Linked DNA regions of Pan troglodytes: region 2 is linked to region 1. A link is a contact called in public HiChIP or PLAC-seq data. All regions are on one chromosome and are shown on one strand. Each heading gives the region's core, a stretch centred on a gene start, on an enhancer-like site or on the middle of the called end of the contact. The rest is flanking DNA. Distances are from core to core; before and after follow the strand shown.

Region 1 (3,143 bases), core at 329-2,828:
TCTCGTCTACAGAATAAAGGTGCCATTAGCTAGAATGATATCTTTAGCTGTAACACATTGACTATTGTTTCTGAGGGACTATGAGCCGCCACCATTTGTCCATCATCACTTTGTTTCTCTTCTGGCAGCAATAACTAGGAAATTAAATTCTAATCGCATCACGTAAGCATTCTCAAAATATCCTGAAATAACTTAACTGCATTAACAAATTGCCCACCCTTTATAAACAAAGAACTCTCAAGAGACGTGTAAAATGTTTGACGACACCAAGGTACTAAGAGAAGGAACTATACAACTTAAATATTACAATACTTAAGCAAGCAGTATAAATTAGGTTGATGGATTTTCAGTTAACTGGGTCTCATCTTGATAAAAGGTACATGTGGCAGCTTAGTCAGCCAACAAGAAGGCAAAAAATTTGATTTTTTTCACTCGGAACCAGTCACTATTAGACTACATGCAGCCTTTTCATCTCCCACCCATTTGCATTTTTGAGACAATCTCCAAGAACACACAGAAGCCACATATCATTTACGACGGAACAACCTTTCCAAATGGTCGTACAATATTTTTAATAAGCATAGGCATAATCAGCATTAGTTATTTAGCTGGAAAGAAACAGCTTTGCCTTCTTCAAATCCCAGAGCTTAATCTAGTTTTCAAATGGAACAGATGTGGTAACTTTATAAAGTATTTATACTTTTTTGGCTTCACTTTTTAACATCAACGACGACCGGTGAAATAAAGCATGAACTTCTCACACTAGACACTTGTTGCTAGAGAGGAGGAGGAAAACTTATGTTCCTGCTCTCCCATCCCTGTCTCTAGTTAGGGGATTAAAAAGGATTTCAGATAAAGAAAAAAACAAACCAGCGAATGACAATTCACTTGGAACTCTCCAGACCGAAGTCCGTAAAGTTAAGTCGGCCCGGCCTCCGCCAGAGCAAGCAAATCAACAGCGGGGATGCTGCGACCGTCTCCCAACGCCTGGGAGCTCCGCACACCCGGCGGGGGTGGCAGGAAGGGGCTGGCGCGGTGATGTGGGTCCCCCGCCGGCCCCCTAGCCCCCTCCTCAACACTTCCTGAAGGAAACTGACAAGTAAGGCGGCGGCCGCTCCGGGAAGGGGCGGGTGTGGACCCGACAAGCTTGCTCCCTCCAGCGAGCCCCCAGCGCAAGCGCGCCGAGCCGCCCCCACAGTCCCCGCGGCGCCTCGCGCGCTCCCCGGGCTCGCGCCGAGGGAGGAGGGGCTGACAGCAGAGCCTCCGGTCGTGGCCGCCGCCGCTACCTCCCCGGGTCCGGCTGCTGAATAACCCGAAGGGAAGCCCGCCCCGCAGCCCCGCGGTCCCCGCACCTCGTCCTCCAGGAGCCCGAACACCTCCACCGCGCAAGTTGCCATTTCCGAACGCTTCCAGCAAACCGGACGCGCTCGCCCCCGCCCAGGGCAGGCAACTGTGGAGGAGGAGGAGGAGAAGCGGGAGGAGGCGGGGAAGAGTTGGAGGAAGAGGAGGAGGCGCTCCCTCAGCGACAGCAGCGCCTCCCCCGGCGAGCGGGCACTAGCGGCACCCGGCAGCGCGGCGGGAAAAGCCCGGCGGCGCGCGCTCCTGGGGCTGGGCGGGGGCGCGCGTGGCGGTGCTCGGGGAGTGGGGAGGGCGCGCGGCGGGGCTCGGGTGGGAGGAGCGCGCGCGGCGGGGACCATGGCGTGGGGAGCGCGCGTGGCGGGGCGCGCCCTCGGTCCCTTCCCCGGGAGGTAGGTGGTTGACGGGCCCGCCGGGGAGCCAGGGAGCGCCGGGAAGCGCCGGGAAGCCAAGCTGCAGTGTTCCTCAGCAACAAGTCTCGCTGAGATCCGACCCAGAGTTCGGCCTCTGACTAGACGCCTGGGAATCCGTGAGCTTAATCGCCGCTTAAATCCCAAACTGAAAATCATAGCGCTTTCTTGTCGGTTAAGGGTGTCATTCCAATAAGAAGCTGGACCTGGGGACCGCCAGGGAAAGCCTGAGCGTGGCAGCAAATGGGGAGGCCTGGAGGGATCGCAGCAGTCTTGGACTCGGGATCTGAAATTCTCTCCCTAGGATTTGTAAACAGTGCCAGTTCCTAAGCTATTTGCTGTCCTATGGTCTGTTCATCTTTAAATCCCACCAGTAACAATCCAATCTCCAGGCTGACCCTCTAAACCTGCTTTAGCTGGGCGTTGATCCGCAGCACCACCAGAAGGCAGTGACGAAGAGGGAAAAATAAAGTGAACTAGGACCTCCTGTAGAATAACTCCTCCTGTGGAATAAGGTTATGGAATAATCATGCTTTTTAATATTCCTGTCTGATGGGCTTTACAATTCCATAATTACAGGAAGACCTCCACCAAATAAGGCATCCATAAGAGTCTGGGGAGAATTATGAACACCCAGGCCACAATTTATATCATGTTGTTTTTATACATTTGCAGAAATTTGCACAATTCTGCAATCTCAAAATCTAATTTTTATTTTCCTCAATGATTTCAGAATAACTCTGATTTATTTTTAACAGTTTAAGATGCTACGTGGGAACAAGGCTATAGCCCCTATTACTGGTTTGTTACATAAGATTTTTCTCGTACTTGGCCGGGCGCGGTGGCTCACGCCTGTAATCCCAGCACTTTGGGAAACCTAAGGCGGTGAATCACCTTAGGTCAGGAGTTCGAGCCCAACCTGGCCAACATAGTAAAACCCTGTCTCTACTAAAAACACAAAAATTAGCTGGGCGTGGTGGCGGGCGCCTGGAGTCCCAGCTGCTTGGGTGGCTGAGGCAAGGGAATCGCTTGAGCTTGGGAGGAGGAGGTTACAGTGAGCCAAGATTGCGCCGTTGCACTCCAGCCTGGGCGACAGAACAAGACTCCACCTCAATTGTCGTACTTTATGATTGGTAGGATCCATTTCATTCATATAATATGTATCAAAATTCTGTTAATACACAATTCAGATTTTATCCGTATTAGGGGGAAAGAGATGGCACTTAATCAAACATGACTACAAAATTACAGAATGGTCAGGAATTGTTGGCTTACCTAAATCGAAAAAGCCATGAGAGCATTAATTTGTTTTTTAAGTTGTCACATATCTGTGGGATTTGTGGGTTAAGAATAAAATAATCTGAAAATATTGTGTGC
Region 2 (3,683 bases), core at 271-2,770, 250 kb after region 1:
TAAAAAGACATACAAATGGCAAGACATTTGATTCCCTATATTTTAATTGAAAAAAAAACCAGTTTGTTGTAAACTACCATCTTAAAATATTTTATACTAAAAAAGCACTTTCTTCACAATCAATGCAAAGAATAAACTCCCTGAAAAAGAAATTTAATATTAGGATAAGGGAGGCAAAAACATTCAGAAATAGCAGCTAACCCAACTGAAAGGAAGAGACACATTAGGTTTTGTGCTGCATATTAATATTCTTACGCACAGTATCTGGTGAAAATTCACAATACACTTCTTCCTCCTTCTATGGCTGCAAAAAGGAGTAAACACATTTCACATTCTCCAGTTCCAAATTCATGCCACCATCATGCAATATGACTTAATTTCGACCCATATTTCTGTTACAATGAGTGAAAAAATAAAACCAAAAAACTTGTTTATCTGCACTCACAATTGAGGAAGGGGTAAAAGCATTTTTTAGCTAAGAAGACAGGGGCTGATTGATGCAAAGTCCGCACACCTCCAGAGGTCCTACAAATGTGCACCCGACTGGGGAAAGCCACATTCAATGAATGCATCAGCCTCCTCCTCCGCTCCCCCCGCCCGCCGCCCCCCACCCACTTTGCAGCAGAAATGTGCCTGGGCTTTTTCACGCGAGCGATGGAGGATCCTCTTACCAGATGGAGTTCTTGATCTTGTGTTGCAGCGCGCTGGCCTCTGTCCCTGGCAGCCCGGGCACAAGGGCTGGCAGGGCCACCCCCGAGTTGGGGGCGCTGGGGGGAAGCTGCTGATGGGCATCAGGCTGCTGTGGTGGCGGCTGTTGTTGTTCCTCTGCCATCGCTGCAGAGGGGTGGGAGGGAGGGAGGGAAAGATGGGGGCGCGGGGAAGGGTGAGGGAAGAGACCGGGAGGGGAGGACGAAGGGGGGAGAGGAGGAGGGGGAGGGGGAGGGGAAGAGGAGGAGGAGGAGGAAGGAAGCTGGATAAGCTAGGCCTTTACCCCAGGGCTCGAGTGAGTCGCTTTCGCCTGCCGCCTGGGGAACATCACCGGGGAGACCAGCGGCTCCTCACGGCCGGGGTGCTTCACCGCGGGAGAGGCATGGCGGCGCCCCTCAGCCCCCCGCTGCCGCCGCCGCCTCCTCCCGTCAGCGGCCGGGGCTGTGGGGGGGTGAGATGGGGGCGTTTGAAGACGAAGTGGGGGGGGCAGGCTCCCCCCAAAATCCAAGAAGAACGGTTGCTCAGGGATTTGGCGGCCAGGCCTTCCTTCCTTGTCCCCGGGGCTTTCTACTCCGGGGTCCCCGTGCTGCTGCAGCCCCAGGCACCGCTCCACGCCACTCCCCACGTTGCCGCCGCCGCTCGCTCCCGGCCCCGCCGCCGCCGCGGCCGCCGCTGCCCTGCCAGCCCCGGAGGCAGCCCAGTGCGCGCAGCCGCACTGCGGCCCGGCGCAGACCGCACAACACCTACCGCTCCGCCGGGGGGGCGTGGACCAGGGTGTGCGGGCCGCGGGCGCGACGGGCCGGGAGGGGGGCGCACGGCGCGGGCCAGCGGGCCGGGGAAGCGCGCCGCTGGGGGCCGGGAGGAGTCCGGCCCGGCTGGTGGAGAGCAGGAAAACGTGGGGGAGGTGCTGGCGAGAGAAAGAGAACTTGCGTGAGGAGGAGAAACCAAATTTAATAATATTTGGCGTGGAAATGGGATTTGGGCGGGGGAGGCATCTTCAAAGCAAGTAAAGAGAAATCAACATTATCCCCCCTCCCCTGCACATGCATGTGAGGATTACTTCCTCCCTGAGTAAATGAAGAGAACTGAAGCAGGTAAGACGATAAACTGACTTTTCAGAAGCCCCCAAAGAAGAACACCCGTTGGAATTAACCACCCTTTAGGTAATTAAGTCTTGAACGGAAATCGCGAGTCAGGAGCTGGGTTGAGTGCTCCTCGGTCGGGCATTCAAAGCCCTCCAAATCTGGCCCCACTTTAACTATCCAATCATAGCGGCCTCCATCCCCCTGCAAGAACTCCCGGCTCCAATCAGGGAAGTCTCCATGCCATCCTCAACGCGCAGCAGATTCATTCTTCCTTCGTGCCTTTGCTCATGCTGTTCCCCTCCACCTCCCCACCCCACCCCACCCCCTTTCCAGGAATGCCCTCCCTCCTTTATACCGCTCCCAATTCCACCCAGGCTCTAAAGCATAGCTCAAGTCGCGGCTTGTCAGGGTCCCTGCAGCCAAGGCCCCTGCCTGCCTCTGAAAGAAACGCATGTAGTACTCACAACATGGAGGCTCAGGCGTCAGCCACGAGCTCCTTCCTTTGGAGCCCGTTGAACACCCGCCCTCCCCCCGCAGACTCCGCACCATTCCCCCCCTTCCCATTCATACCTAAATGATAGCTTTGCCACAAATAAGTCAGTCTCCTTTAAGAGCAGAAGAATTGGCTTTTCTAGGTGGGGCTGATCAGGGAGGCTGCGTGGATGTAGAATACAACAGCCAAGGCCTCTGGCACCAAATGGAACAGCTGTTCAGCTCACACTGACCTTTCTTTGGGCCCGTGGGTGTTATGAGCCCTTCAGCTTTAACTTTTCTGATAGAGTGTCTATCAGGTTTCTACCTGTTAGATCCTCTGGCCACTTTCCTGCTGTGTGTGGACTTTGGGCTGTGGGGCTCTGCCACCTTTTAGACTCCTAGTGGATGGTGAATCTGATTGGCTTGGGTTGCCTGGCCTTTGAGTTCTCAGTTCCCTGCCTTGGCCTGAAACCCTCTTGCTTTTGTCCACTGTGCCCTCTGTCCTGGCCCACAGACTTAAGGCCCAGACTCACACTGAATGCTTGCACGAGGTGAGGGTTGAGGGTGGGGGTGCAGGGAGGAAGAACACCTGTGTGCAAAATAAGCCCCCCCCCCCCCGGGGCCTCTTGGATTACGCTGTGCTCCAACTACCCATTGCACGAGTTGCATCAAACAAATGAGCCCCCTTTTCCATACTCTAAGGTCTCTATTAGCTTAGCCACTTTAGGAAACTATAGGTGGTTTACGACATTCATTTTGCATACATATCTTCATGTGGGTGTGTAAAGACAGTATTTTTCTGGACCAAATTGATAGACATGGTGTGCACTAGACAGAAGCTTTGAAGGATAAAAATAGCTAATGTTTGTTGAACACTTTGTGTGCCAGACTAGCACTTTCCATACATTATCATAGTTATTCCTCCCCAAGAGTGTATAATGTAGGTATTATTAGTCTCCCTCTGTTACAGATGAAATGGACGCTTAGGTTAATTAACATTCTTAAAATTACCCAATTAGTAAATGCAGGAGCCAAAATTTGAGTCCTGGAAGTTTAATTCCAGAGCCTGCAAGCTATGCTGAAACTGGAATTACGCTGAAAAATCTTGAATGTAGGTATATATATACGTGTGTGTGTGTATGCCCTATATCACGCTGAGGAAAGTTGCCAAGTTCCCCAAGGTTCTAATTTTTTGCCTTGCCAAGAGAGAATGATGGCTCCAAGTTGCAACACCCTGGGAGGGGGAGATCCTTAGGAAGTGGGAGAGTCATCTAGGGGGTAACGTATCTAAGGTCTGCCAAAGGCCTTAACAAAAGGAAGCCGAGAACCAAGACGTTTTATAAAAAGTTCGCTACCGGGTGTCACACAGGCTGGCTTCCCAAGTGCAACTTCTGAGAGTTTTTAATGGGTTCCATA

Evidence for each region. HiChIP or PLAC-seq counts read pairs in DNA pulled down with a chosen protein or histone mark.
Region 2: an H3K4me3 HiChIP or PLAC-seq map of stem cell-derived excitatory neurons shows a contact between it and region 1, with 2.3 times the contacts expected there. The contact joins the promoter of TEX9 here to the promoter of NEDD4 in region 1. A contact is called at or near these places in 1 of 7 Hi-C or Micro-C datasets (stem cell-derived neural progenitor cells) and 1 of 1 datasets of contacts at active chromatin or transcription factors (stem cell-derived excitatory neurons).

Annotation. Positions count from the first base shown.
Region 1 is chr16:48,011,961-48,015,103 of NHGRI_mPanTro3-v2.0_pri, forward strand. It overlaps NEDD4 (NEDD4 E3 ubiquitin protein ligase), which reads right to left and starts at 1,579. Exons shown (of 29, transcript XM_009429174.5): 1 at 1,353-1,579. The coding sequence starts at 1,397. It overlaps LOC112205594 (a long non-coding RNA gene), which reads left to right and starts at 1,721. Exons shown (of 3, transcript XR_010151702.1): 1 at 1,721-1,885.
Region 2 is chr16:48,259,196-48,262,878 of NHGRI_mPanTro3-v2.0_pri, forward strand. It overlaps TEX9 (testis expressed 9), which reads left to right and starts at 1,521. Exons shown (of 8, transcript XM_063795045.1): 1 at 1,521-1,802. RFX7 (regulatory factor X7) reads right to left here and starts at 1,526. Exons shown (of 10, transcript XM_063794976.1): 1 at 1,456-1,526; 2 at 672-834. The coding sequence starts at 832.